7 separate regions of the Mus musculus genome follow, and regions 1, 2, 3, 4, 6 and 7 are each linked to region 5. A link is a contact called in public Hi-C and HiChIP or PLAC-seq data. All regions are on one chromosome and are shown on one strand. Each heading gives the region's core, a stretch centred on a gene start, on an enhancer-like site or on the middle of the called end of the contact. The rest is flanking DNA. Distances are from core to core; before and after follow the strand shown.

The links. Hi-C and Micro-C count contacts between places; a contact is called where the count stands out from the background. HiChIP or PLAC-seq counts read pairs in DNA pulled down with a chosen protein or histone mark.
Region 1: a Hi-C map of uterus shows a contact between it and region 5, with 4 times the contacts expected there. The contact joins two enhancer-like sites. A contact is called at or near these places in 3 of 484 Hi-C or Micro-C datasets (cortical neurons and uterus) and 2 of 115 datasets of contacts at active chromatin or transcription factors (embryonic forebrain and fibro-adipogenic progenitors).
Region 2: a contact with region 5 is called in an H3K4me3 HiChIP or PLAC-seq map of forebrain, with 4 times the contacts expected there. The contact joins the promoter of Lrmda here to the enhancer-like site in region 5. A contact is called at or near these places in 6 of 39 promoter capture datasets (embryonic stem cells, frontonasal cranial neural crest, liver and 3 more), 1 of 484 Hi-C or Micro-C datasets (nephron progenitors), 8 of 115 datasets of contacts at active chromatin or transcription factors (bone marrow-derived macrophages, embryonic basal ganglia, embryonic forebrain and 5 more) and 3 of 9 other capture datasets (adipose tissue, liver and pancreatic islet).
Region 3: a Hi-C map of uterus shows a contact between it and region 5, with 3 times the contacts expected there. The contact joins two enhancer-like sites. A contact is called at or near these places in 2 of 484 Hi-C or Micro-C datasets (the HPC-7 cell line and uterus) and 1 of 9 other capture datasets (embryonic tail).
Region 4: a Hi-C map of uterus shows a contact between it and region 5, with 3 times the contacts expected there. The contact joins two enhancer-like sites. A contact is called at or near these places in 4 of 484 Hi-C or Micro-C datasets (all in uterus) and 1 of 9 other capture datasets (embryonic tail).
Region 6: a contact with region 5 is called in a Hi-C map of uterus, with 5 times the contacts expected there. The contact joins two enhancer-like sites. A contact is called at or near these places in 5 of 484 Hi-C or Micro-C datasets (embryonic fibroblasts and uterus).
Region 7: a contact with region 5 is called in a Hi-C map of uterus, with 2.5 times the contacts expected there. The contact joins two enhancer-like sites. A contact is called at or near these places in 1 of 39 promoter capture datasets (the 3T3-L1 cell line), 2 of 484 Hi-C or Micro-C datasets (granulocyte-monocyte progenitors and uterus), 1 of 115 datasets of contacts at active chromatin or transcription factors (embryonic basal ganglia) and 1 of 9 other capture datasets (embryonic stem cells).

The regions. Positions count from the first base shown.
Region 1 is chr14:22,904,274-22,907,859 of GRCm38.p6, forward strand. The region is part of intron 6 of Lrmda (leucine rich melanocyte differentiation associated); the gene reads left to right. Among named protein-coding and RNA genes, the nearest start is that of Gm30783, 26 kb to the right of the region's middle. Within about 2 kb of position 2,283, at least 77 of the 459 cell types and tissues checked have an H3K27ac peak or open chromatin away from gene starts, as enhancers often do. A contact at or near this core is called in uterus, where this site is marked.
Region 2 is chr14:22,018,176-22,022,199 of GRCm38.p6, forward strand. It overlaps Lrmda (leucine rich melanocyte differentiation associated), which reads left to right and starts at 1,537. Exons shown (of 7, transcript NM_028275.1): 1 at 1,537-1,733. The coding sequence starts at 1,704. Gm41106 (a long non-coding RNA gene) reads left to right here. Exons shown (of 2, transcript XR_874397.2): 2 at 1-630.
Region 3 is chr14:22,782,282-22,785,830 of GRCm38.p6, forward strand. All of the region lies in intron 5 of Lrmda (leucine rich melanocyte differentiation associated), which reads left to right. All of the region lies in intron 1 of Gm30926 (a long non-coding RNA gene), which reads right to left. Among named protein-coding and RNA genes, the nearest start is that of Gm30926, 17 kb to the right of the region's middle. Within about 2 kb of position 1,545, at least 60 of the 459 cell types and tissues checked have an H3K27ac peak or open chromatin away from gene starts, as enhancers often do. A contact at or near this core is called in uterus, where this site is marked.
Region 4 is chr14:22,113,907-22,117,442 of GRCm38.p6, forward strand. The region is part of intron 2 of Lrmda (leucine rich melanocyte differentiation associated); the gene reads left to right. Among named protein-coding and RNA genes, the nearest start is that of Gm41107, 84 kb to the left of the region's middle. RefSeq lists an enhancer at 1-2,045. Within about 2 kb of position 1,310, at least 40 of the 459 cell types and tissues checked have an H3K27ac peak or open chromatin away from gene starts, as enhancers often do. A contact at or near this core is called in uterus, where this site is marked.
Region 5 is chr14:22,443,498-22,447,580 of GRCm38.p6, forward strand. All of the region lies in intron 2 of Lrmda (leucine rich melanocyte differentiation associated), which reads left to right. Among named protein-coding and RNA genes, the nearest start is that of 4930405A10Rik, 97 kb to the right of the region's middle. Within about 2 kb of position 1,919, at least 23 of the 459 cell types and tissues checked have an H3K27ac peak or open chromatin away from gene starts, as enhancers often do. A contact at or near this core is called in forebrain and uterus, where this site is marked.
Region 6 is chr14:22,089,733-22,093,474 of GRCm38.p6, forward strand. The region is part of intron 2 of Lrmda (leucine rich melanocyte differentiation associated); the gene reads left to right. Among named protein-coding and RNA genes, the nearest start is that of Gm41107, 60 kb to the left of the region's middle. Within about 2 kb of position 1,354, at least 35 of the 459 cell types and tissues checked have an H3K27ac peak or open chromatin away from gene starts, as enhancers often do. A contact at or near this core is called in uterus, where this site is marked.
Region 7 is chr14:22,049,662-22,053,729 of GRCm38.p6, forward strand. The region is part of intron 2 of Lrmda (leucine rich melanocyte differentiation associated); the gene reads left to right. Gm41107 (a long non-coding RNA gene) reads left to right here. Exons shown (of 2, transcript XR_874399.2): 2 at 1-4,068. Among named protein-coding and RNA genes, the nearest start is that of Gm41107, 20 kb to the left of the region's middle. Within about 2 kb of position 2,805, at least 34 of the 459 cell types and tissues checked have an H3K27ac peak or open chromatin away from gene starts, as enhancers often do. A contact at or near this core is called in uterus, where this site is marked.

The DNA of each region.
Region 1 (3,586 bases), core at 1,033-3,532, 460 kb after region 5:
AACGGATAAGATCAAAAATTCAGGTGACAGCAGATACTGGCAAGGATGTGGAGAAAGAGGGACACTCCTCCATTGCTGGTGGGATTGCAAGCTGGTACAGCCAGTCTGGAAATCAGTCTGGTGGTTCCTCAGAAAATATGACATAGTTCTACCAGAAGATCCAGCAATACATCTCCTGGGCATATACCCAGAAGATGTTCCAAATTGTAATAAGGACACATGTTCCACTATGTTCATACCAGCCTTATTTATGATAGGCAGAAGCTGGAAAGAACCCAGATGTCCCTCAACAGAGTAAGGGATACAGAAAATGTGTTACATTTACACAATGTAGTACTACTCAGCTATCAAAAACAATGAATTTATGAAATTCTTAGGCAAGTAGGTGGATCTGGAGTGAGGTAACCCAATCACAAAAGAACACACGTGATATGCACTCACTGATAAGTGGATATTTGCCAAGAAACTTAGAATGCCCAAGATACAATTCGCAAACACATGAAACTCAAGAAGAAGGAAGACCAAAGTGTGGGTATTTCGTTCTTTCTTAGAATGGGGAACAAAATACCCATGGAAGGAGTTACAGAGACAATGTTTGGAGCTGAGATGGACGGAAGGACCATCTAGAGACTGCCCTACCTGGGGATCCATCCCATAAACAACCACCAAACTCAGACACTGTTGCATATGCCAGCAAGATTTTGCTGACAGGACCCTGATATAGCTATCTCTTGTAAGGCTATGCCAGTGCCTGGCAAATACAAAAGTGGATGCTCACAGTCATCTATTGGATGGAACACAGGGCCCCCAATGAAGGAGCTAGAGAAAGTACCCAAGAAGCTGAAGGGGCCTGTAACCCTATAGGAGAAACAACAATATGAACTAACAAGTACCCCCCAGACTTGTGTCTCTAGTTGCATATGTAGCAAAGGATGGCCTAGTAGGCCATCAATGGGATGAAAGGCCCTTCGAAAGGTCTTTCAAAGATTATATGCCCCAGTACAGGGGAATGCCAGACTAGGAAGCAGGAGTGGGTGGGTTGGGGAACAGGGTGGGGAGAGGGTATAGGGGACTTTCGGGATAGCATTTGAAATGCAAATGAAGAAAATATCTAATAAAGAAAAAGAAAAAGTAATAATATCAATGTTAAGTACACAACCTGTGAGTACTGCACACTTAATCTTCCTGCTTCTCTGGGACGTTTAGGCTCAAGGTGTCTTCTTGCTTTAAAGAGCAGATGAGAAAAGAGAAACATCCCCAATGAGTCGAGCCAAAACCCACAAGCAAAGCATGGTGAAGTCGGGGAGCAGGAGGAATGTCTCTTATTTTCCTGCAGGGCCTCTTGGTAGCCACATTGTTAATTGCAGGAAGAGATTTGAAAAGTGACCTGGCCAGAGGGTCTGTGAGCATCAGAAGTGACAAGTCACATAGTTGAGGGGAGTAAAGAGCCAGGGAAGAAGGGAGAGTGAATGGGTGCCATTATTCCATGTCATTGTAACTATAGGTGCACATGCTCTTACCTGGCACATTTCTCTTTGTCCCCACTGAACCCAAAGAATCGTCAACTACCATAATCTCCAGAGCCTGGAAGGGATTCGGGGAAAAAGCCAAAGAAATGATTAAAGAGCTGAAGAAGCCACAGATTCAGTGGGTGTCTCCTCTCTGCACCATGAGCACTGCCTTGTAGGACAGTCAAACAACTAGATAAGTGTTGTTTTGCCCAAGGCAGACAAAAAGGTATGGGAAACATGTCTCCACTCTAGTTGCCAACAGCCAATAAATTTTTGTGTCTTTTTCCTTCCAAGTGGACTGTCAGTAAATATATTTTTTTAAAGTTTTATTGAACAGGGTGACCTCAAATTTATTTGTACTTTTTTTTCAATGAGACTCTGAGCAATTGCAGACTCTCGTCGCTGCAGGCTCCGGTGAGCTTCAAAACAGCCTGTGTTCCTTTCCCAACTCAGTTCTACCCAGGGAAACAGCTACTCTTCTTTGTTGCCAACTTTGTCTGGAGACTAACAGGGTGAGATTGAAAACCCCCTCATCGGACACATGTCACCTCTCATGCCTGTTTCTGGCTTCCTTTGGGTGTGTGAGCAGACTCATTTTATTAAACCATTTTTCAGGGGACAGATGGGAAATCTGTCTTTCCCATTAGTCACCAGAAAGTGACCCCAGCAGCTGTGGAGAGAATTGGTCAAGCTGTTGTAACCAACTAGGCCAGAGTGGGAAAAGACACCAAGCCTTGTCACAAGGTCCCAGGCATTCCCAGGAGCCCTAGAACGGCTGAAGCCTTGTCATTAGCTAAACCTTGCTTGGCTGAGATCCTTCTCCACAGCCAAGGGTGAGGCACTGTGTGTCTAAGCAAGGAAGTGGGACAAAGACTGCTTACCATTTGGCATCCATGTTTAATTAGTTTCTTAATGTTATGGGGGGAAAACATGAAATAAATAAGGACAACTGACCACTCTATAATTTGTTTCTGAAGCTTGGCGAGACATAAAAGTCTACCTTCCAAAACCACACAGCATAATTTATTTTATGAGTCCCCCTCGGCACCAGGTCCAGGCTAACCTTGAGTTGAGAGGCTATGCCTTCTCTCCCTGGTGCTGGTGGTCACAGTGTGTCCTTTCTTGGCAGTGGCTCTGGGCCCAGCAAAACAGACCCGTGAAAGGCAAGTGGATTAATCATTCTGAAGGCATGCTCCACTCCAGCTATTCCTCTGCAGGATGCCTGAGAACCAGCAAGCGGCCACTGTAGCAATTCACAAGGGGACAGAAAGAGATGTCTGAAGACTCTCACACAAAAAGCAGGGGTAGAGATGGAAAGCTTTTATAGGATACTCACTGGAGTTTTCATTAAACTGAAAAGTATATACCAGAAAAGCAAAACAAAACAAAACAAAACAAAAAAATAGATCACCATTCCTGCAGCAGAAACTGTGACAAGACCAACCTTTTTATTACAATCAGGCTTTCTCTAAATATATTATGCCCCGCAGGTCAAAATGATTTACTTCTCTATTTGAGGACATCTGAATTCTATTCTGCTGTTGCCAGTATGTTCTCAGCTGTGCCAAAACTGAGCAGGTCTGTGGTTCCTTTGTAACATCAAAACGGAGGCATTTATCATAGAGATTTATCGTGGGACAGCCTGCCAGATGGTTTGGGTATTTTAAAGGTGAACTGCTCAGGCCTTGATTAGCTCACGCAGACTTCTAGTTAAGACAACTCTATCAGCAGCCCAGTAGAGAGATGCCTTCCTCCACCTCCCCTACCCACCCTCCCCCTGTTCTCAAAAGGCAGAAAATATTAATGTAATGGCAGATGTGGCATAGATTGTCATTTCAGAAAGAGAACCAAGCCATAACCAATCCCACTGATTGCATTCTAATTATAACATGACCCCCTGTTGCTTTGCATAGAGGCAGCATTCATTTTGGGGATCCCACTGTAAAACTTGCAGAGTCAACGACCCTCAAAGGGGCAATTGTAAGATTTAAGCTTAGGTTTTCTTTTTTCTTTTCTCTTCTCTACTTTTCTCCCTCCCTCCCTCCCTCCCTCCCTCCCTCCCTCCCTCCCTCCCT
Region 2 (4,024 bases), core at 287-2,786, 430 kb before region 5:
TTAGATCCTGATCCCAGAAGAGTCCCAGTGGGCTCCCTGGGGGAGGGATGCTCTCCTGCCCTCTCCCTTTAATGTTTACACACTCAATAGTGCACCCTTTTGTCCGTCATATTCCTGTTCAGCTAACTCAGCTTCATCCAGTCTGAGCTGTATCTTTGTGCGAGCGCACGCGAGCGCACACACACACGAACATACATGAATACATACACATGCACACACACACACATGAACATACATGAATGCATACACATGCACACACACATGCACACACATGCACACACGAACATACATGAATACATACACATACACACACACACACGAATACACATGAACACACACACATACCAACATATACATACACACACATACACACACACATGAACACACACACACGCACACACACACACACACACACACACACACACACACACACACACGGACATACACACTATTTTCTTCTCAGAGACACAGTCTTGTTATGTAGCCCCGTCGGGCCTCCAGTTTGAGATACCGCCTCAGCCCCTCAAGTGCTGTCATTACAGGCCTGTGGTTTCCCATCCACCACACCTTCATTTCTGAAGGCTCCCCTACCATGGAAAACTTGGATTAAATGTGTTTTTCTCTTGCTAACGTGACTTTGCTCTAGGCCTATCTATCAGCCACGACCCCAATGATAGGTAAGGACTGGCACCATCCTTAGGGTGGAGGTGGGAAGGCAAGAGCAGGCAAGAAGAAGGTTCCAGAGGGAAATCTGGAATGTGGGAGCTGCTGGTCTTGGGTTGGATTTCCCAGTCAGGAGGTGACAATGGTCACTTCTTCCTTCTGGAGGGTGAGGGTGAGGTGGGAGGGGTGTGTGTGTGTGTGTGTGTATACACGTATGTGTGTTTAGGCTCGTGTGTGTGCTGCCGACAGGATTAATAGCTTTGATTCTTACACATGTCTCTTCCCTTGGAGGAGAATAAGAACAAAAGGATCCTGAGAGTAGGAGACATTATCAATATTCCTGCCCTAACTTTCATTACTGTCAGCTACTGCGGTGGTGGTGGGCCTGAAGAGAGTAGGGGCTGTATGACCAGCTGACACTTTAAGGGGAAAATTCAACCTTTCCTTGTAGCCTTCTCTCTAACAAATGGAAACTCCATCCCACCAGGAGACCCATTCCCCACTGCTAGCAAGCTCATACTTTTTAGACTGTACTGGGGACTTTGAGTGAAGAGGCCCCTCCTTCCAGCAGTTGAGGACGGTTATGTAACCTAGATTGTGAAATTCTGGGAAGGCCCAGTTCTGAGTCGGGAACTAGCAGCAACTCTGCTGACACGTCCACGATGGGGACCCCCTTCACCCTTCACTTCAAGTCTGAGTCTGATGAATGCAATAAAGCTCTGGGCATTGGATTCTGGAAGGGGCACCTTTTGGGGAGCGGGGGCCGTAGAGGAACCGGACAGGAACTGGGCAGGAGAGAGGAGTAGTCGCGTGGGGTTCCCACGCTGGGTGCAGCGCCGCGGGCCACCCGCTGCGAGCTGCCCGGAGGTGCAGGTTCACGTGCACCGGGTTGAGCCAGCCAGCGGCGGCAGCGCTGCTGCGCACAGTTCTTGGTGGCCGACCGGAGTCTAGGGCTTCCGTTGGTCAGCTGACCTCCCAGTGCGGAACTGCGCCGCCCGCCACCCTGCTCAGTGCCGCCCGCCTGCTGGGTTCCTGCCACAATGGCTGGGCTCATGGTCAGTGGAACTCAAGTAAGTCGGTCCAAGTGAGCCCCATCTAGTCCCGGGATCCAGTTGGGGATGGGAGGGACAGAGGGGCACGGGTCTCCAAGGCTTTTAACCTGAGTGCCTTTTCCCTGGGAGGAGGTCGCATGTGCAGGTGATGTGTGCCAAGTACCCACACTTTCTCCAAGTTGAAGAAGGGTCAGACTCTTCTTTTGATCCTGCCACACTTTGTAGTGGTGTGATAAGCAGTTGAGATCCCCCAACTCCCTCTGTCCTTAGAGTCACACTGATCAACACTTAGGGACTAACTTCTCCATGCGACCCAGTGCTGGTGGCTCATATTTTTCACCAAAAGTGGTTCAGTTTCTTCTTTCACAATGCGGGTTTTAGAAGAACTTTTAGGGTGCAAGAAAAATGTTTTAATACGCAACCGTTTACCTATTGATACCAGGGCAACTGTACAAATGATCTGATACATTTACATGGGAGAAAGGGGGGAGGGGGCATGGCAGCAAAGCGCACAGAGTCATCAGAGCCACAACGAAAACCACAGAGTGTCGCCTGGCCGGGGGCTGGAGGAGCTCTGTTTTCACAATGAGGTTCCTTTTCAAGGCTGGTGGAGGCCCAGGGTGTGCTACATTTTTACTCTGGTTCTTGAAGAGGTGTCACTAAGGCATGGCAAGACTGGATGGTAGACACCCCGCAGTGCCCGTTTTCAGCTCTTTGGTAAGGTCTCTGGTAAACTCCCCTAGGCTGAGCAGGGACCCTGTATGTGCTGAAAAAAAAAGTAGTTTCTCTTTTGCTTTGCCTCCCATGAAGCCAGCACTCACTATGCAAAGTTCTCCACCCTAGGGAGACAGGGTGAAAGTTCTCCCTTTAGGCTCAGAGCATCAGGGATAAGGGAATTGTTCTTCCTCAGAGGCCTCAGAGTTTTACAAAGGGGAAACACAAATACCTGCTGGGTGCACCCTACCAAACTACTCCATTTTTTTTTTTTTTTTTTAAAAAAACAGAGTCTGGTAGTTTATTCCTCAACTGAATACATTTATTGAGTGACTTCTATGCACCAGGCACCCTGCAGGTATTGATGGAAATAAGCTGAATTGCCATCTCTCTGCTGCCCCTATTGGCCTAATCTCCTAGGATCCCTGGCTCTGCCTGGAGTCTCAGACAGGCACAAGTCCAGAGCTCAGCAGTGAGCCTGCCAGGCTGCTGTCAGCCTCCACTGAGCGGCCAGAAAAGGAGAATCTTATTTTAAGCCAGGGTATAGGGGCTTCTGGGAGGTTTGGCTTCCTAGAAAGAGGGGTGTGTGCCCGGGAAGGGGGTCCTGCCCTCATGCATCTGCCTACAAAGCAGGGTCCTCTCCCCCTGCATACTGTGGTCTCTGCATTTCTGGTCCCAGCATTCTTTGTGCTTAGTTTCTTCCAAGTTCCTGGAGAACTTGACAGTGAGGTTGAAACTTCCCAAGACTTCCTTGTTCTTATCTTGTCCTCCTCAAGACTTGATGCTTCAGGTACCTTCACAGAGCTCAGGGGCATCTGCTGACTTGTGGGAAGGCTTTTTTTTTTTTTTTTTTTTTTTTTTTTTTTTTTTTTGGCCCTGCCCAGTATTTCAAGGTAAATTATCCAGAGGAGCTAGGAAGGCTCCAGAGTACCTTGGGGTGTTATTATCTCCTTTCCTACGCCATCTGGCTCTGGGGTTAGACTATTTTGCTAGCATCTGCTTCACACAATTTATAACAGAACCCACTGTGAGAGGCAGCACCTTCAATGTGTGCAATTCTAAAAGGCAGCTCCTTTTCTGAAAAATAGCCATTTAATAGGATGCAATATAATATTTCAGTACAGGTATAGTGTGTAATGATCAGAAGAGTAGGACTGGTGTATCATTATAGTAAACACTTACCATTTAGTTGCTTGTGCTCGAGACTGCCAGTCCTCTCTGTTGGCCGTTCTGAAACACACAATTCACAGTGGCTATCACCCACTGCTACTGTGTATTAGAGAACATTAGAAGATATTCCTTTTAACTGCTTACCAGTGAATATTCCAGGAAACCACTATTCTACTTTCAGATAGATCTTTTAATAATTAATTAACTTGGTGCTGGGACTCTAACCCAGGACTTCAACATGCTAAGGAAGCATGCTACCACTGAGTGACATCTCCAGTCCTAGATCCTTCTTAAAAAAAAAAAATCTTTAAAATGATTTACTTTGAGCTGGGTGTGGTGGCACATACCTTTAATGTCAGCACTTTGGAGGCAGAAGCAAGCAAATCTCTGTGACTTTGGGGCTAGCCTGGTCTACAGAGTGAGTT
Region 3 (3,549 bases), core at 295-2,794, 340 kb after region 5:
TTATGAAAGTCATAATTCTACCTCTCACAAGTAGTTGGCTGAGTAAATCCCTATCTGTAATCAAATCTGCCATGTGTCCCTGTACCCATAGCCCATAACTCAACTGGACAATTACCCCTACACCCCCCCACACATACATCCCTCCCCCCCCCCCCCACACACACACCATGGTTTTCCTTCAGTTCAAAGACACATGGTTGGACGAGGAATTATTATAGGGCCCTCTGCTGGCCTGATTTTCCAAGCAGATCTGGTTCATGGGCATCACAGCTCTGTGGGGAAGCTATGTCCGTCTGCCTTACCTGACAAAGCCTCTGAGTGCTGCTTACACTGCTGGACATGTGCCAAGTGGTGTACCACCTCAGAGAGAGAGGGAGGGAGAGGGGGGAGAGAGGGGGAAGAGAGGGAGAGAGAGAGAGAGAGGGAGAGAGAGAAGGAGAGAGAGAGAGAGAGAGAGAGAGAGGGGGAGAGAGAGAGAGAGAGAGAGAGAGAGAGAGAGAGAGAGAGCTGATTTGGGGTTGGGACAGGTGTGGGTCAGTGATAAACAGGTCTTTGCCCATGATTTTGTCTCTCCCTATGATACTGAACCCATCACTAGCAAAGAAATTTAATGCAATGATTTCTCCAAAAGCCATCGAACCCCATTGTAGCCCTGCCTGAACATATAAATATACCCTTCCTGAGGACATATTTGCATTTTTGGGTGAAAGAAATCCATATATATGGCAAAGATGTCTCTGTAATTATAGAAAGTTTATTTCTGTCCCCAGATGTCAGCAATCAAATTCCCCATAAATATATTTTGTGTAAATCTGTCGGCAGCTGGTCTCCATTCAGTTTTCTGGAGATATTAGCCTGTCTTTGAGTTTATGACAAAGTTAAAAATTATTCATTAAACTGACCTGCAGTATATTCAGTAACTGGAAAATTGCCTTGCCGTTCTATTTGGTTTGTAGATGTGATCACAAGTAAATTTTTAACTTAATTAATTGGCCGTTTCTGTTGACAAGAAATTTATGTGGTAATAATTTGCTCGAAATAGATGCCGACTGTAGGAAATGAGATATCCATCATGGGCTTGTGTTCCAGCAGCTGCACAGTGGCTATTATGAAAGTATTTCAGCCTGCGTCGACCCCAGTGTTTGTGCAGTCAAGATTATATATACCCACGATCCATGGCCTGCCAGAGAGGCGCTGGTGGAGGTCTATGATAACAAAGACTCCGTGATTTATGGCTTGCTGTGAAAGCAGAGCTTGATGAGATTAAACAATTTCATAGCACAAGTGTTTCTCAAGACCTGATTTGTAGTTGCAAGCTGATGGTAAATCACATTTATATATCTGCAAGCGTGCTCAGCAGAGGACTGCAATTACAGTTTAAGACAGCTACTTTTTATTTAATTTTTATCCTGGTTTTGTCTCTTTTATATCCCCCTTCGTCTGCAAACCGTTCACCTTCACAAGTCCTTTCGTGGTTAGGAGGCCAAAGATTGAAGTCAGTGATCTTCTTCTTGTCCTCTTGCCAGCTGGGAGGGAGGGGGGGTGGAGTTCTCAGAGCAGTGCGGACTGGCTCAAACTGGCTTTGACTGGTGTGAGCTCTTTGTTCTATTCTGTGTCCTGTTTGCCTTCCTCAGGGTGTATAGCAGACACTTGTGCTACTTGGCACACAGATGGAGGCCAGAAGCCGTCCTCATCCTGGTTGGGAGGGCATCATCTTGTACATGATGTCTGGGAAAGATGGGGATTGCTTTCATTTTGGAAGTCAGAGTGCAGTGTAGTAGGGGAATGAGGAAGCTCACAGCTGGCTCCCCTTGAATGTGACATTGGAACTGTGCTTTTCATGCAGACCCCTGAGGACTAAACTCTGGAACCAGTCCACTTAGTCACTTAGTGATCTAAAAAAAATGATCTACTGTGGCCTCATCTCTGTGCTAAGTAAGCAATAGGACAAACATCTCTGCCTTCCTCACAATACATGGGTGTGTGTGTGTGTGGCTAATAATAATAATGACAATGATAATAACATAGTCTTAAATGGTTGGTGCTTACATTACTGGAGGTTGGAAGGGAAGAAAACAGCATCACTCCTAGCTGAGGAGGCAGAGAGAATGAACAAGGCAGGGACTTACAAAGTAGATTGTAATTTAAGTAGTGGGAAGAGAGTTCTGGACATTGCAATGGTTTGTATAGTCGAAGACGTGGGCTCAACTATGATAATTGTATCACTGGATAATTGTAACAACGGTATAATAATAGCAGTACACATTTCCAGTACATCATCTTACTTACTCTTGGAAACCCAGACCTTGAACATTCTTGTGATCTTTGATTCTCGAATGTTTTGTTGTCTTTCACCATGGAATGGTGAAACGAGCAAGAAAGCATTGTGCCTCTAGGCCATCAGTCAAAGCTCGAAGAGCTCTGGCTGTTCACATGGGCCTGGTATAAACACAGTCACTGGGTAGAGGGACTCAGAGAAAGTCACAGGGACAGGAGGTGATGCGATGAAGAGGGCTGAGATGGGAGTGCACTTTGATGATGGAAAGAAAGAAATGCAGGAGAGACAGGGCAGGGGCAACTCCAAGCATTTCTACTCCTCACAGCATCCAAAAGAAGCAGCTTGATTTCACCTACCAGGACCTGTTTACAAATGGCTAACATTCAAACAGTAAGTCTGTGCTCTTTTAAGACACAGAAGCCATGGCAGTGTGTACAGAAAACCTATACAAGAGCTAGCACATTTTACTGGGCTCCACATTGAGTCTGTAACTGATTTTAGTAGGATAGTGAAGGAGGTGTTTTTGATTTCTGTATTTTCCCAATTCTGTACTAGTTGCAAGGCTGGTAGTATTTCTGCCTATTTTGCTCACAAACCTCTAGTGCCTAGGACAAAACACAAGATGTACTCACATCCATTAGATACGAGTTCGGGGATTAAGTGAATGATTTCATTCTGTCTGTGGAATATGGTTGGCCATTCTCTTCAGGATTCAGCTTCTCCCAAGCCAGACTGCTTATGTCTGAACTGGCCATTTATGAGACACAAAGGAAGAAATGCCTCTCCATTTCTTATGGTCTAAAAACTTATAATATCTCAATGTAGTAAGGAGGTCATTAAAGCCTGGACTGAGAACCTCTAATAGATGTATACTAATGTGTGGCTAATTGTGGTATGTGTATACACATATGCATACATACATGTATGTTTTCATAGATTATATTTTGTCTTGGCAACAAGAAAGTGGGTGAATTTTATACAGAACTTTACCCCATGTTCGTTTTGTCTTATATTTTTTATAAAGTGTTTTCTTTCTTAAATCCCCATCCTTTCTAGATATTTTTTTCAAAAAGATTTCTTTATTTTTATTTTGTGTGTATGAGTGTTTTGCTTGCATTATGTATGTACACCATGTGTGTGCCTGGTGCCCATGGAAGCCAGAAGAGGGCATTGGATACCTTGAGCTGTTTTGGCAGATGGTGGTAAGCCCTTGGTAGGTGCTTGGACCTAAGGACAGTTCCTCTACAAGAACAGCCAGTGCCCTGAACCAC
Region 4 (3,536 bases), core at 60-2,559, 330 kb before region 5:
CACCCCAAGCCAAAGGGGATGTTGGCTAATGTTATTAATCAGCATGTGGAAAAAAAATTATCTTGATAAATATGGTGGCTAAACTATACTTTCCCTTTTGTGTGTCAGTTGTTGCAGCCGGGCATTTAATCTCCCTTTACCTAGAAGGAAATCAGACAATTATCCAGCACTTGATGTCAAAAGGAAGCCCGAGAATGAAGGTGGAGGGTCCCAGTGTATTGGGGAATGGACTTAAGCCACCAAATCCCGACAAAGGGCCCTGACAGTCTGCATTTTCTTGGGCATTAAACAAAGTCTTTGGTAAGTTTAAAGAATCTTTCCCTGCATGACTAAACTCATTGAGAGGGTTAGAGAGAAAGCTGCCTCAGAAGTCTTAAGCCTGAAAGGTTTTTCTTTTTTTTTTTTTTCTTTTTTTTTTTTTTGATTTTGCCCTGAACCCTCGGGACCCTTAAAACACTTGAGCATGTGTTGTTCCATCCCTCAGCCAGACAAAGGGGTGTTTGCGCTTCCAGAGAGTTAATAACGACAGGAGTAAGTCTTTCTGGTTTTTGGTTATTCTGTCTCCATCCGCTACCTACCCAAATCATTTAACTGTGATTTACACACTGCCTGCCTCAGTTCTTCTGGACATCTGGGCTCCAAGGAGCAAGAAAAGGCAAGGGCTCAAACAACCACCACAGCCCAAAGACAAATTTAGAAAACAGAAGCTTCTAGAATATGCCAAAGATAAAGAGAGCCGGTTGAGAGTACTCAAGAGTTATCCATTGCAGAGCCCGAATGTCGAGTGTCATAATATTAGATTTTTGTTTCTAGTTGGCCTGAAATTCCGTTCCATCAGTGCACCCCCCCTCCCTCATGGGGTGAGAACATCAAACGTGTTTTCTTGCCAGGATGACAGCCAGCATTGTGTCAGATGGGAGACACATGTAAGCCTGACTTGAGAAGTGAAAAACATCTCAAGATTGGGTCGGTGTGATCGGACATGGCCCCACTGCAGGTCTTTCTGGAACCTCCTGGGCCAGGCCCTTTCAGCCTCTGTCCAGCACTGCCTGCCTTGTGTGCTGTGAAATTTTAATTGAATTGTTAATGACACCGAGGAGTGACACAACACACGAGGAACTTCCAAGAATCAGTCAGGAGGAGCCCCCTTTGCTCACTGTTACAAAACAGAAGACACTGGGAAATTGACAAGTCCAAGCGGCGAGGCCAGGGTCGTAATTGATAGCAGGCTGTCTAAAGCCAAGGCCCTTCTTTGGTAATTGCAAGCAGAGGCGCCTCTCTGATCTCACCAGAGGTGCTGGCCATGCCAGAGCGACCCGGCTTTGACGGATGGCCTTCCCGAGGTAATGACTTCGGCATGTTCTCCCCCTCACATGAGGCTGTGTCCCTCCCACTGGAGAAAATGAGCCGAGCATTTTGCTGCCTCTTAAACAGGCCCCTGTTAAAATAACTCTATTCTATTATATAAGCCCTGTAGTGCCAGGGGCTAAATTTATATGGTTATAAACAAGAGATATTACTTTGGAATACCACAATACTGTGTTTTGCTCTTTCTTGAGGATTTCAAATGGTGTTTTCAAAATAATGGATTTTACTTCACGAAGAAAAGAATGAGGGGCGTGTAGGAGGCAGAAGGCAGGAACTCGTTTCCGAATCAAACCTTCATCCTAGTTTGAAATTCCTCTGTGTACCTTCCCTAATTCACTTGCCCAGTATTTATTTGTATTTGTGTTTGTTTTGCTGGCTGCATTTGACTCTCTTTGGGAGCATCAGAAATATTATTTACTCCAGGACCCTGAAATAAGATAGATATTTTATTTCATGGTTTTTACACTCCTCAAAGGTTTCTTTTTATTCCCCTCCCCTATCCATTTTTGGACATTGATATATTTCAGAACTTTTATGTGGCTTTCCCTCCCTCCATCTCCGCTCCCTTCCCCCATCTCTCTTCCTGGAATGTAATTTTGTCTGTGAAATATGACTGTAAGCTCAAGTGTCCCTGATGATCTATAGTACTTCTGGATTTTCACTCTGTTGGTGACAGAAACTGACTAATTCTGATATAGGGACCCTGGGTGCCCCTCCCCACTGTAACTGGTGCTTTCTGGTATGTTTAAAGTTTGGGTCTCTCATAACACAGTTTCCCACCAAGAACCAATCTTAAAAGGGAGCCAAGGAGATCTGTAAAAACTCAACCTTATATTCTTAATTCTCAGGTTCTTGGTGTGTGTGTTTCTGTGTGAGTGTGCCTCTGTGTATATGTTTCTTTGTGTGTCTCTGAGTGTGTCTGTGTGTGTGTTCACACACTCATAGATGGATAAGTTTGATGGGAACCTGAGAAGCTGGGTTCAGATTTTCCTTATTGGGTATTTCAGGGGAATGGCTACAGAAACAGATCCAGAGAGGAGGGAGTCGTTACTAACCTCAAATGAGGCCAGCCTGCTAGAAGCAACGTTGAGATTAGGGCTCAGAACTCCTGATTCCAAGTCCTGAGTCAAAGTCTACAATCCCAGCCCAGTGGGCAGGCAAAGCTGAACGCGTTTGAAACATAGGAAGGATTTGTTGCTAGCGTTCCAATCTGCACTCTGGATTCTGGAAGGGTGGCCTGGGAGGACCGAGGAGCTCACAAAAATTCTCCTTTGTCAGCCATGCGCAGTCTGTGGGGAAGGAAGGGTTGACGTCTCAGAGGAAGCTTTGGGTTGGAGTTGTTTTTTGTGCTGAAATGCATTATCTTAAGGTGGAAGCCAGAATCGTTCATGAAGTTTCTTTAAAGACTCTAGATCCCCAGAGGAGGAATGAGAGGACATTTATTGAGTGCTGACCAGTGTCAGGCACAGTGCCAGGTGACTCCACACATGGGTTTAGGTTTTAGAACTGTTTCTGAGCTCTGAGAGTTCAAGTTTCTTCATTTGTAAGGTGGTGGGTGAAAGAACTGAGCAGTGTGGCCTAGTGCGCTCCACTGCCTTCAAAGACTATTCTTTAAACTTTTTAATTCTGTTTAGAATTACTTTTAATTTAATTTGATTTTTTTTTTCCTCTATAGAGGATTGAATACAGTACCTCATGCATGCTGGTCAAGTGCTCTACCATAGAGCTACATCTCCCTGTGTTTAAATTATTTACTCATGTATCCATCCATTCATTTACTATTTTGTTATAGAGTTTTACTATATAGCCCAGGTTGCCTTCAAACTCACAATCCTCCTGCCTCTGCTTCCTGAGAGCTAAGATTACAGGTGTGTGCCACTATAACCAAATCAAAGGCCATGCTTTTAAAGACTGCTTAATGGTAAGACAAATCCATGTTATTCACTAAAAGAGCAGGTTATGAAGTTGTGGACATATATGAGCAGTGGACAGATTTGTATAGAAAAGGGGAAAGGTGACTCAGTATCAGAATGTTAATAGGCTATTTCTTGCGTTTGGGTCAAGGACCATTTGAGTTTTGATCTGTTTTTACACATTTCTATTTTACAGGTAATTATAACAGGGATTGTTTCTGTGAATGGTGGGAGTGATACAAGAAGTACATATGT
Region 5 (4,083 bases), core at 669-3,168:
AGCTAGTATAGCAATTATCCAACAGTCCTGTGGCTCTCTTGGATTTGGAGAGGACTGTGAACCCTTTGCCAGATTTTCCATGGCTGTTATTGACTTGGATAACTGTGGAATGATGGGAATTGTGCTACCCTCATAAGGAAGAGGCTGAAGTGCGTGGACGGCTTTGTCCATTGTCATTGGTATGGATACTGGCAGCAGTCAACCTCATGGTTCTGGGCTGCCCTGTATGGTGCAGATATGGCTACAGTAAGAGTTTGGTTTTTCTTTTCTGTTCTTTTTTTAAAAGTTTTGTTTATTTATGTATATGAGCACACCATAGCTGTCTTCAGACACACCAGAAGAAGACAATGGATCCCATTACGTATGGTTGTGAGCCACCATGTGGTTGCTGGGAATTGAACTCAGGTCCTCTGTAAGAACAATCAGTGTTCTTTCCAGCCCTGAGTTCTTTTTTATTTTCTAGTATGGCATTTGTTTTCGTGTTGCTTTTATTTCTGCCAAGGGCCATATCATTGGTTAAGCCAGACTATTGGTAAATGCTAAGAATTTCGATCTAAGGTTGATCAGGCATTTCGTCAGTTATTTGGCATTTAGCTTATGATGATAAAATACAAGAAAATTCTTATAGGGAAATTTCAGTTTTTGCATATCTGCAGTTCTGTTTACATATTTTTGCATTTTCAGGGGATGGAAGTGGTCTCCACGCTCAGCGCTGTTTTTCCTTTTAAGTGCTGTCTCTTTTCGATACCTTCAGGCTCACCCTTCACCAAGCTTGTCATCTTCCCCAGGAGAAGTCTGTTGTGACGTCACAATGTAGCCCACCCACTCTCACTCCACATTCACATGAATGGCCTCGAGGGTTGCAGTGCACTATCGTTGAGGGCAGTTCTGACTTTCAACTGAAGAAGCCAAAGGGTGCAAACCATGCTCTAGCATTCGGGAACTAATAACTGACTCCGTGATTAAAACGGCAATAGATCGTTTGAAATGTCCTGCTGGCTTCCCAGCCCAGACAAGTACTTTGAATGTTTTTCTGACATTTAGGAAGAATGGCAGCTTTTCTTCCCCACTATATAGAGAAACATGCCAAACTCAAGGAAACCTCGGGTTTCCTTTTTAATCGTATTTAATTCAGGCCCAGTCCTTTATAGAGCTCAACAGTGTAACTTGGAACTTTCCAATTTTTAATTTCACCATCTTCTGTCTTTTTTAATGCATTTTGTCAGTGTGGAAAGCCCTCTGGTGGTCAGAATGATTCCTATGTGGCTCTTTTGCATGAATGGAATAAAATCAAGTTCATGGTAAAAGAGCTAGGTTCAAATCCTTCATCTCCTTTTCTTGTTTCTCATTCTACTTAAAACTATAACACACACACACAGACACACACACACACACACACACACACACACACACACACACACTTTTCATCAGAGCAGGGGATCCTGAGGCATTTTTACTCTAACAGCATCTTGGTGGAAAAATAGAATGAATGCAATTCCCTTATCGACATGCAAATCCCGTAGCAAGGATATTAGTGCTAAGTGCTGTGTCACTCATGACTAAACTTGAGCATGTGGCACAAAGGGGAATGGACATCGAGGTGATTCTCTCATTTTTTTAGAGGGGAAGATGGGGGCCCAGAGAGACATGATTTGTTCAAGATGTTGTGAACAGGGAACAGAGCCTTGAGGAGCAGCCAAGTCTCCTGTACTCATTTTTAGCCATGTGGTTTGAAGCATATCGGAGTTGAGTCATGCCCATAAATCCTTGGTCTCCCCATCAGGTCCCAAGGATGCCAGGTCTCAATAAACTCAGGCATGGAATGCTTCTCCCCAGGCAAATTTCAGTTCATACACCATTGGGTTGCTTTGTTCCTTGCTTGGAGCAAGATGACAAGTAGGCGTTTCCTGCTGTAGTTCAGAGAGTAGACTCAGTTGGCTGTGGGGGCTGAATGTGGCATGAACAGTCACCCTGAGCCACCCTCACCATCTAGAAGCACATTTTGGAAAGGGTATGCCGGACAGCACAATTCATCAAAAAGATGAATGACTGATGGGTGACCTATGTCTGGTGTCCTAGGAAGGCAGATATCTCAATGATGCAGAGCAGCTGGTCTGCTCTGAAATTGGCTGGAAAACCTGGCTTGTCCTTCCCTTGCCTGATGCCGTTGCTCAGGCTTACATAATTTGTCTTTGTTTGAGTCCTTGGCTATGACTGGGTCTGTAGGCACTTTCTTGGCATATCCTTTTCGTGATATGATTTCAAAGAAGCATGGGAGATATGGTGGGGTAACTGCAGCTCTCCTGGTAGATGCTTACCTCAGTTCCTAGATACAGTAGAACAGTTCCTAAATAGCAAAGACACCAGAAACTGCAGGAAAGCAAGCATATTCAGGAATGACCTAGAATCTTCTAGCATTCCTGTGCTGTTCCTCTGGTCACTGGTGCATTTTCCAGAGAGATTACTGAACCTCTTCACTGAATCCAGTGCTAAGCTTCACAAGAGCTGGGATGGGTCTGCAGTGTGTGCCTGAATAAGCATGTGCAAACTAGAGAGAGGAACAAATGAAGTGTGGGCTCAGCTCACATAGCCTGGTCCCAGCCCAGCCAGGAGGTGGGGGATTAAGTTAAACTGTGCAACCTTCTTCACTTAGCATGTGTGATTTGAATTCTTATCTACTGTGCCAGGCAGAAAATAAAAGGCAGACCCCACCTTCAAAGAACTTGAAAAATGGGTTTCTTTGTGAATACTTGCCAAGTATCTATGACAGCCCAGAATCCTGCTGGGCGCTTGAGGCAGGCAAGCAGGCTGCAGCAGAAGCTGTGGGTGTCCCTGCAGTATTGCCATTTCCAGTGCATGGCCCTAAAACTCCTTTGCCTGGAACAGGACAGGTTAGGAATGTCACTCAAGAGAAGCCTTGCCTGTGCCAGTGACAGTTTTCTGTCATGGGGTTAGCTCGGTGCCTTCTATTCAGCCTCCTGTGTCCCCTGAGCTCTAGGAAGGTCCAGCTGCCCACAGTGCTACAGAGCTTGATATTATTTGTGTGTCTTTCCTCCTTCCTCCTCCAAGGTCCTTTCTCTTGGATCTTTATTTTTATCATACATGCTAAGGTATGTCTCACAGTCTACAAATTCCCTTGGACAGAGGCTGGTCCTGATAGATGCTGAGGAGTTCAGGGGTGAAGGAACAAAGTGGAACATCTTTTGCACATAGGATCTTGGAAGGCTGCTTGGAAGAGGATACATCAGAACTAGGATCTAAACATGGCTAAGGTTTTTGCTAGGAAGCTGTGGAAAGGGAGGGCTTTCAGGGACAGCTTTTGTAAAAGTCTGTTAGCAGAAGCTGGAGGCACAACAGTTGGAAAAATTTAAGTATCTGCCATGATTCAGGGTCTGTGGGGGAAGAGGTTCAGGAATGGAAGAGCAAGGTATATATGTGACAATGAATGTGGAGATTATGACAGGGGTCACTTTATTTATTTGAATGTGAGACCAGGGTGTGTAGAGTTTACAGTGTGGATATCTTACACTGGTGTAAGTGTCCCTTTACTACCATGAAGAAGCAGGAATCATGTACACAAGGAACAGAAATTTAAGTATGAGATTATGGTGAGGCCTCTGATTGTTGGTGAATTTTCAACCAAAGAGAAAGAAGTGTTTAGAGCAGTTGGAGAGGATCAGGAAAGAGGGAAGGAGAGTCGCATATAAATAATGAATAGACTCTAGCTAAGGGAAAGGTCAAACAGAATATCTCAGTACACACTAAGGTCAAGAAATAGGGATGATCTAGTGCCGGGATGGAAATGGAATTGCTATGGGCCCCTTCCTGCCTAGATAAAAATGTCAAAATTTGCTTTTTATAACCCAGAAGAAATGCAAATATATTAGTAACATGTATTAAAAGAGGTTATTTATCCTAAAGCTAACTGATTTTCCTTATTATTCTGTTTATTATTTATTGACTTGGTGTACGTGGACATATGTGCACAAATGCATGCCAGTGTACACAAGCAGAGGTCGCAGAGAACACTGAGTGTCCTGATTTATCGCTTTTCCCCTCGTTCCCCTGGCACAGAGATTCTCA
Region 6 (3,742 bases), core at 104-2,603, 350 kb before region 5:
ATGGCAGGCACTCGTAATGGGGTGACTGCAAGCCATCTGTGATCATGCAGTATTTGTCCTGTCAACCGCAGAGGTTTTTCTAAATAATGTGTTCACTGAGCCCCTGAGGTGCCAATGAGGCCTACAGGAAGGGAGCAAGAGAAGAGGCCTCTGTGAAAAACCCAGTGAGGTTTTTCACTTAAGGGGTCATGCTGAAGTCACCCAGAGGGGACCCCACTTGGGTAAATAATCAAGGGGGTGAAAGGTTGAGAAATGTGGAATGCGTTTCCTACTGGCTGGGATGTTTCTGGGCCAGCTTCTAGCCATTGCTTCTCTGCGCCCCACCCCACCGTTCTTAATGACTTATTTGTACTGGAAAGCAAGCTATTAATCACAAACAGAATAGCTCTGCAACTTCCAAACACACAGAGAGCAGTTCTAGGGACTGTGGAAAAGCCAAACCCTTGGCAGAGAGTTTTGAAAACGCCCTCCTTTTATATGTATTTGAGAAATGCCACCATTTCTCCTCAGGCCCTGAAGGTTCCCTTTAATTAGCAGTGAAGTTCCCATTTCGCCTTTCTTCCCGAGGCATCCATAAAGCAGCAGCCTAGTAAAAGGCAGGTACACAGCTCTCAATTGAGCCCTATTGATGTGCTAGTATAGTTTTAATTGTGTTGAGATTTCCTTGCCAAAGTGACACATGCAGAGGCATTTTCAAAAACGTATAAGGTTCGTAACTCTTTCCCTGTCTCCAGCTCTTGAATTATGAATGTGTCTTCGGCTGCCTAGTCGGTTCTTCCGAATCTGTAAAATTATTTTAATAACCTGTGTGGGGGTAATGTTAATCTGTTTGCATAGTAGTGTGAATTTATTAGCATTCCTACCCCACTTCAGGGAGCTAGCTTGGCCCTTTTGATGCAAGCCCTGGATTGCAAGATGAGGAAAATTATGGTATTTGCCTCTCTCTCTCTCTCTCTCTCTCTCTCTCTCTCTCTCTCTCGTATTTCCTTTCCTCTCCCTTCCTTCTCCGTTTCACCAATAGCAATAATTCTATTCCACAGAGTGTGTGATAAATCAGCCGAGAAGGACTGAGATTTACCATAACAAGACATGACCTATCAGCCTGTCAGGTCTGAGTTGACTCGGAGCCTTTTGGGCTGTGTATTTCTTCAAAGTCCAGGGCCAGTTTCTTCGTCAGTTGCTCTAACTAATTTCAGAGCAGAGGGGAAACTTGACTGGAGTGCTGTTTGCGATCTGCTTTTTAATCCTGGTCTGTTTAATGTTTGCTTTTGACAGTCTGGGCCAGACATCATTTTAATGGTATGTGTGGTGATAAAGCCAATAAACTGTCAAGATGATTGATAATCTAAGCATTATAGCAATACGACTTTCCTGTTCTCCTCTGTGCTTTAGATGATGGCTTCCAAATTGAATTCCTACAGAGTGTGTTGTGTGTGCCTGGTGCAGACTTCCTAGAAGCCTTTGAGGGAGGTAGCTGTGCTCAACAGCAGACTTTTAGCCCTCAATTACCCACACAGATAGATTTGCATATTTGTCCGTACCCTCTAATTTGGGAAACATCAAGAATTTATGGCTCTGCCCTCCTAACAGTCCCCCAGCAATTTATAGGCACCAGTGCAACTTTTTATTATGTCTTTATGGTGTTTTTTCACCTGGCACGCATCTTGGATTCCATGTGGTTGACTCTGTTATCTGTGGTTGAAAGACATCACAGATAACGAAGTCCACCATATTAGAGACAGGCTTCTGGGCTACTCCCTGCGCTCTTTGTTTCTTTCCATCCCCCCCCCTTTGATTTAGCAGACATTTTTAAGCATCTGGACTTCATCTCATTAATCAGACATGACCAGGTGTTTGAGAGTGGTGACAGTGGGAGTGCTTAACCACTCTTTGTTGGCCCTTGCGGGCCACCATTGCTAGGCTGATATCTCCTCTGTTACTTGGGAACAGAAACTCACAAGGCCAGAGATGTTGTAACATACTTACACAATTTTTATCAGGAGAGCATAAGCAAATATCATACTTAACACTCTTTTTGTTTGTTTGTTTGTTTGTTTTTTGAGACAGGATTTCACTGTGTGGTCTTGGATGCCTGGAGCTTGCTCTGTAAACCAGGCTGGCCTTGAACTCACAGAGATCCATTTGCTTCTGCCTCCAGAGTGCTGGGACTAAAGGTGTGTGCCACCACTGGCCAGCTTTAACACACTTATTTTGACTTAAGATGTACTTTTGTGCCCACATAGCTGTGTTACTTTTATTTAGTGTCTACTGATTAGACTGTGTCTAGGAAGAACACTAGGCTTTTAGGCTGGTTCTCTGGGATGTTAGTAGCCCAATCCGCATCTCTGACATCTGCTGACATGGGGAATTTTGTGCATTTCTTTCAGGTCTTTTGTGCTCTGCAGATGGTAGCAAGTCATAGAGAGGTGGCAGGTCTTGACTGCTGGCAGATTTGGGGTTAATCATGCCCACTCAAAGCCAACCATCCTTTCAACTGCTTTCCTTCTTGTTAGCTAATAGCCATTTTCCTTTTGACCAGGGGACACTGAATAAGTCATTTCAGTTTTCTGGCCTCAGTTTTCTCATCTCAGTGAAGGAACTGAATTTTCTAGCCTTTAACACACACAAGCACACACACACACACATGCACATGTGTACATGGTTGTTTTTGAGTGGGTAACTTGCCCTCTTGTGGAGGTCAGTGGTGGATGTCAGATGTCTTCCTGTGTAGCTTTTGGTGAGAGCCCGAGGCTTGTTGTTTTGGCTAGGCTGCCTGGTAGGAAGCCCTCAGGATTCGCTCCCCTCACCCCTTGCCTGCACCACTCCACACTCATGCTCTGTAAAGCAAAGCTTTCACGTGGATGCTGGGTCTTGAACCCAGACCTTTTGCTTTTTACCTTTTCCTTACCCCCGGAGTCATCTCCCCAGCCCCTTAACTCTTAACCCTGCTTCATCACCTGGAGTTTATAGGGCCCATAACCCATCCTGAGGCCAGTCTGTTAGAAGCATAGGGGAGCTGGCCACAGGCTCCCCAACTGTGTGACTCTGGAGGTCATTTGCCACCTGCCTCTGGTCTTCTCTCTGCAACATGAAGACAAGGTTGTCCTGAGTTCAACTGAGAAATGAAAACACCTGGCAGAGTACCCAGCACAGAAGACACACTCAATAAATATTTGTGTGACAGGATATTAATTTCAGATTGTCGCTGCACTTAAAAAAGTCTTCCTGTTTTAACCGTGCAATTCTTTGGATCTCTTGTTTGCCTGCCCCCTTTCCACTCATTAGCTTGCTTGGGTATGTGATGTTTACTTTATTCAGTAAGGAACTGTGGGCAGAAAACGCAGAATAGGAAAGGCCAGGCTTGGCTATTGAATTTGAAAGTTTAGGCTATAGTATAGGGGGAAAAGATTTACAAGAAAGCACAGTGGAAGAAGAACTAATTGACTCTGAATAGGAGGCAAAGATGTCCCAGGACTGGGAGGAGGTGGGCAGGGTGGGCAGAAGCACAGGCTTGTGAAGGGCTAGAAAGGGGCTGTGCATCTGTCACGCAGCACACTGTGCTCTGGGTTAACACTCGCCTCCGTCTGCCTGGGCACTGAGCTTAGAGGAGAGTGCTGCGAAGTGCTGACGTCTGGATGGAATACAGCTGTCGCAGTCATGAATACACGGCAGCTGTGACTATCTGTACAAGACCTGCACACACACACACACACACACACACACACACACACACACACACACA
Region 7 (4,068 bases), core at 1,555-4,054, 390 kb before region 5:
ATAAGCCTTAAACAGCAAAATAGTTGGGCAGATACCACCCTTTGTGTTGTTGGAATGTATTTTCCTATCTATAACCCTGAGTTATTATTTACTGTGTTTCATCTGGGCTGCTCTTAACTCCAATTGGTCAGCCCTTAGAGCCAAGTTCTCTTGACTCCTACCCAATGGTGGCTTCTCTTCCTTTTCCTCCGCTGCTTCCCCCTCATGGTTCTCCTCTGACCTTAAACCTGGGCAACCTAAACCCCGCCTATGTCTCTTCTGCCCAGCTATTGGCTGTTGGCATCTTTATCTACCAATCAGAAATAACTTGGGGGCATGGTCTCAGGGACCACGTGCAGACTCCAGGTCTTTGGGGGCCGCACTTAGCATTATAATAGACAATAAACTCTCAATAGTGTCCACTTTCTGTTCTCCTTTGCTGATTTCAATCTCAGGTGGGGTAGCCTGGTACTGTGGAAAGCTTCCAGAAAATTCCATCCTAGAAAGGGGTTCCCACGGAATGACCCCTTTGACTCACTTAGAAGCCATTCTCTCAGGAGTCCCTGTTTTAGCTTGTGCAAAACCTTGATGTAAATCTCAGAAAGTAAAAGGGGAGGTAGGAGGCTGGAGACCTAAAAGATTCCCTTTACTTGGCCATCGTGTTTGTTCTTTTGGTGCCTGGATTGGTTTACTCACTGGTTCCTAAATACTTGCTATGTGCCAGGTGAGGAGCCTGGCAGAGATGATTCAATAATAGCTCAGTCCCCAAGAGAGAAACCCATGTAGGGACAGGTGACTACAACCCAGGGAAAGGACGGATGGGATGCCCACCCACCCAGAGAGTATGGGAAGGCTTCCTGGAGTGGGTGTATTTTGAAACTGAATCTGTAAAGAGGATCAGGGTAGACCGTTTGGGGGAGTTAGACTGAGTCTGTAGGCAGGAAGGTAAGCCCGAACAATGGCAGAGAAGGAAGTCAGAGTCAGGGCTATACTTGACCTGGCAGGAAACTTTCCCGCTCTCTCCATAGCCCTTCTCTATAACCTGTCTTTCCAGTGTTTTGAGACAATGTCTCATGTAGGCTAGGCTGCTCCAGAGCTTGCTGTGTAGCTGAGGCTGACCTCAAATGCCCCATTCTTCAGCCTCTCCCTCCCATGCTGGATTAGAGGCTCCACACCTGGGCCTCACTTGTCATTTGACCCCTAGCAGTCTCTGGCTTGTCCAGTGACACATCCAGAATCTCAAGTGTCTTGGTTACTGTCTCTGATCCTCAAGATGGTCCATAGCAGACTTGTTGTTGTTGTTTTGTTTGCCTCATCTCTTCATTCTTCCATGTTTCCTTCTTGAGTTTCTCCTATCTTTGAGTGGGAATCAATCAGGATGTCCAGGAAGAAAGAAAGAGGGGAAACACAGGACACCAGGTGTTCTTGGCAGACAGAGAATGTTAAAGACCCCTGTAGGCAGCTTGTGAGTATCAGACATCAAACTTGTGACTCTCCACCTTCCCTAACTCCTATTCCTGTTACCTTATTCTCCTCTTTGCTTCTTACTGAGGAGCCCCAACTCATTTAGGTTTAGTGCAAATGGCTGATAAAGAAGGAAAAGTCTTCAAGGAACATCTCCAAGCTTCTGGGGACGATCCTGGTCTGAATGTTTAAGTGTCAGGCATCCTAGGTCCAGCAAAAGAATTTGTTTTTAGTGGAGAGGTAGGAGGGGGACTTAGGGTCTCCATTATCATCTCAAAGGTCTCATAGGTGCTAGTGGAGAGGTAGGAAGGGGACATAGGGTCTCCATTATCATCTCAAAGGTCTCATAGGTGCTAGTTAATCATTTGGAAGCTCCTTTGCTCTCTGTTGTCTGTAGTTAACCCGGCTCTCTTTGAGGGATATGGCTGGAAGTGGAGGAGACTGTGCTCTGTGAGTCAGGAGTAGAGAAAGACGCTCCAGCAGGAGTCTAGCTGTACTTTATGTTTTCAACGCCATCCGGTCACTAAATGTTGGGGATATGGACAGTTGGCAGTACCTTCTGTTGACAGAGTTCTTTCTAGAAGGGACCCTTCCAGAATACAGATTTTTCTCAAAAGTGATACCCTGTGTGACTAGACAAAAACCTTAGCTAGCTGACAGTTCCTCTTGGCCATGGCCCTGCAAGATCTTGTGGGTTAGAGTTTCTTTAGGATTTTCCTTTTTGGTCCAGTGAACTTAGAATAAAAGGAAACTTTTTTTTCTCCCTGTTATGATAGTATTTTTTTTTCCAGGAGGCCTTTGTGGGAATGTTGGGCACAGGGTTTGGTGGGGGGAAGGGTAGGAAAAATGAATACCAAGCCCCAAAGGGGATAGTGTGGGTTGGGTAGGTAGGGGTTTGTCTGCGTTATTGGTCCATGGCGCCCATCCAGCCTGTGGCCTCTCTCACACAAAGCCATCGTTCTGATTAATGGCATCCGTGCCTCGGAGGCATGGATTGTATTAGACCTTGTTTAACAGTTCCCTCTATACATCCACTTCCCCTGGAAGTGCACCAAAATAGGAGGAGAGGAAAAAAAGGACTGAGAGAAAGACGCTACATTTGGACAGGGTAGAAAGGAGAGCCTTTCTTTCTTTTTTTTTCTTCTTCTTTTTTTTCCATAACTGCTTTCTGTGACTTTCTGGAGGCTTCCAGGCTTTATCGTCGCAGCGCTCCTCTGGGAGAGCCAGAGGGGAAGTGAAGACAGACATCTTGGGAAAGAAGATGGGTTTCCCTGCCAAAACTGGGAGATGGTGCTGGCTCTCTTGGCTCCTTAGAAACTCCAAGAAATCTGCTGACATTTTAAAGGAAAAGAAAGAGAGGCTGGGGTGGAGGGTGGTGATTTATGATGACATCACGTGTTGCCCCAGCAGATCCTGTAAGAGGAAAATGGCTTTTATAGCGAGCATGTTGCAATAAAGAAACACTGAGTCATGGGGGAGCATCATCGATTGAAATGCCTTTACTTATCTGCTTTATCTACTGCTTCCCTGGACCCAACCAGAGACCGTGGCAGCCTCCGGGGCCTTGCTGCAAAGAGTCCTGAGGCTTAGGAGCCTGAGCCCAGCCTGAATTCAGATTCTGCATGCTATTTCCCTCTGTTCAACGTCTTCCTGATGACACCTATTACATCTGGTGTTGCTCCTAGCTTCCTGTCACGTGCAGGTGTATTACATCCTATGTGTATGTGCACACACACACTCATGAGGGTGTGTGTTGGGGCTGGGTTATGCATCATGAGGTAGGCAGTAGAGGAGGGGGCTGTGAGAGGAACCAGCAGTGTCTTTGCTTGGCTTAGAGCTACAGAACAATGCGGGGCTCATGGAAAGATGGGGCATGGTGTCCATGCTTGTGCTGTAAAGACTGGATAGGTTGATGTAGCTTATGGGAACAAGAGGCATGCTAAGGTGTGTGCCATGCTAACCACTCACAGGATACCAACACTAAACCACGGTGACAGAAGGGTCCTGGAGACTTGTTTGCAAGAGTTCTACCTTCCTCATTCTTGGGTGTGACCTCTCCTTTTGCATGATGAACTTTTTCATCTTTCTCAAGATTCGAGTGCCTTCTTGCTTTTGTTATTGTTGTTGTTGTTTACTTTTGTTTTTCCTCTATCAACATGGTCTGAGGACCAGGTCTGAAAACTTTTCAGATGAAGGCCAAGTTGTCAGAATAATTTCTGATATGTGTTTGCATACCAGTGAGGGTCAAAGCATAAAGCTAGAGGGTAAAAATCTTCCAGAGAAGTTCTGGCCATTAGGAGGAGGGAATCTGGGTGTGTGATAGAGACTGGGGTCTATAGGAGGGGGGGCGCCTGGGTGTGTGATAGAGACTGGGGTCTATAGGAGGGGGGTGTGTGATAGAGACTGGGGTCTATAGGAGGAAGGACCTGGGTGTGTGATAGAGACTGGGGTCTATAGGAGGGGGGCCTGGGTGTGTGATAGAGACTGGGGTCTATAGGAGGGGGGCCTGGGTGTGTGATAGAGACTGGGGTCTATAGGAGGGGGGGGACCTGGGTGTGTGATGGAGACTGGGGTCTATAGGAGGAGGGTGTGTGATAAAGACTGGGGTCTATAGGAGGGGGGGCC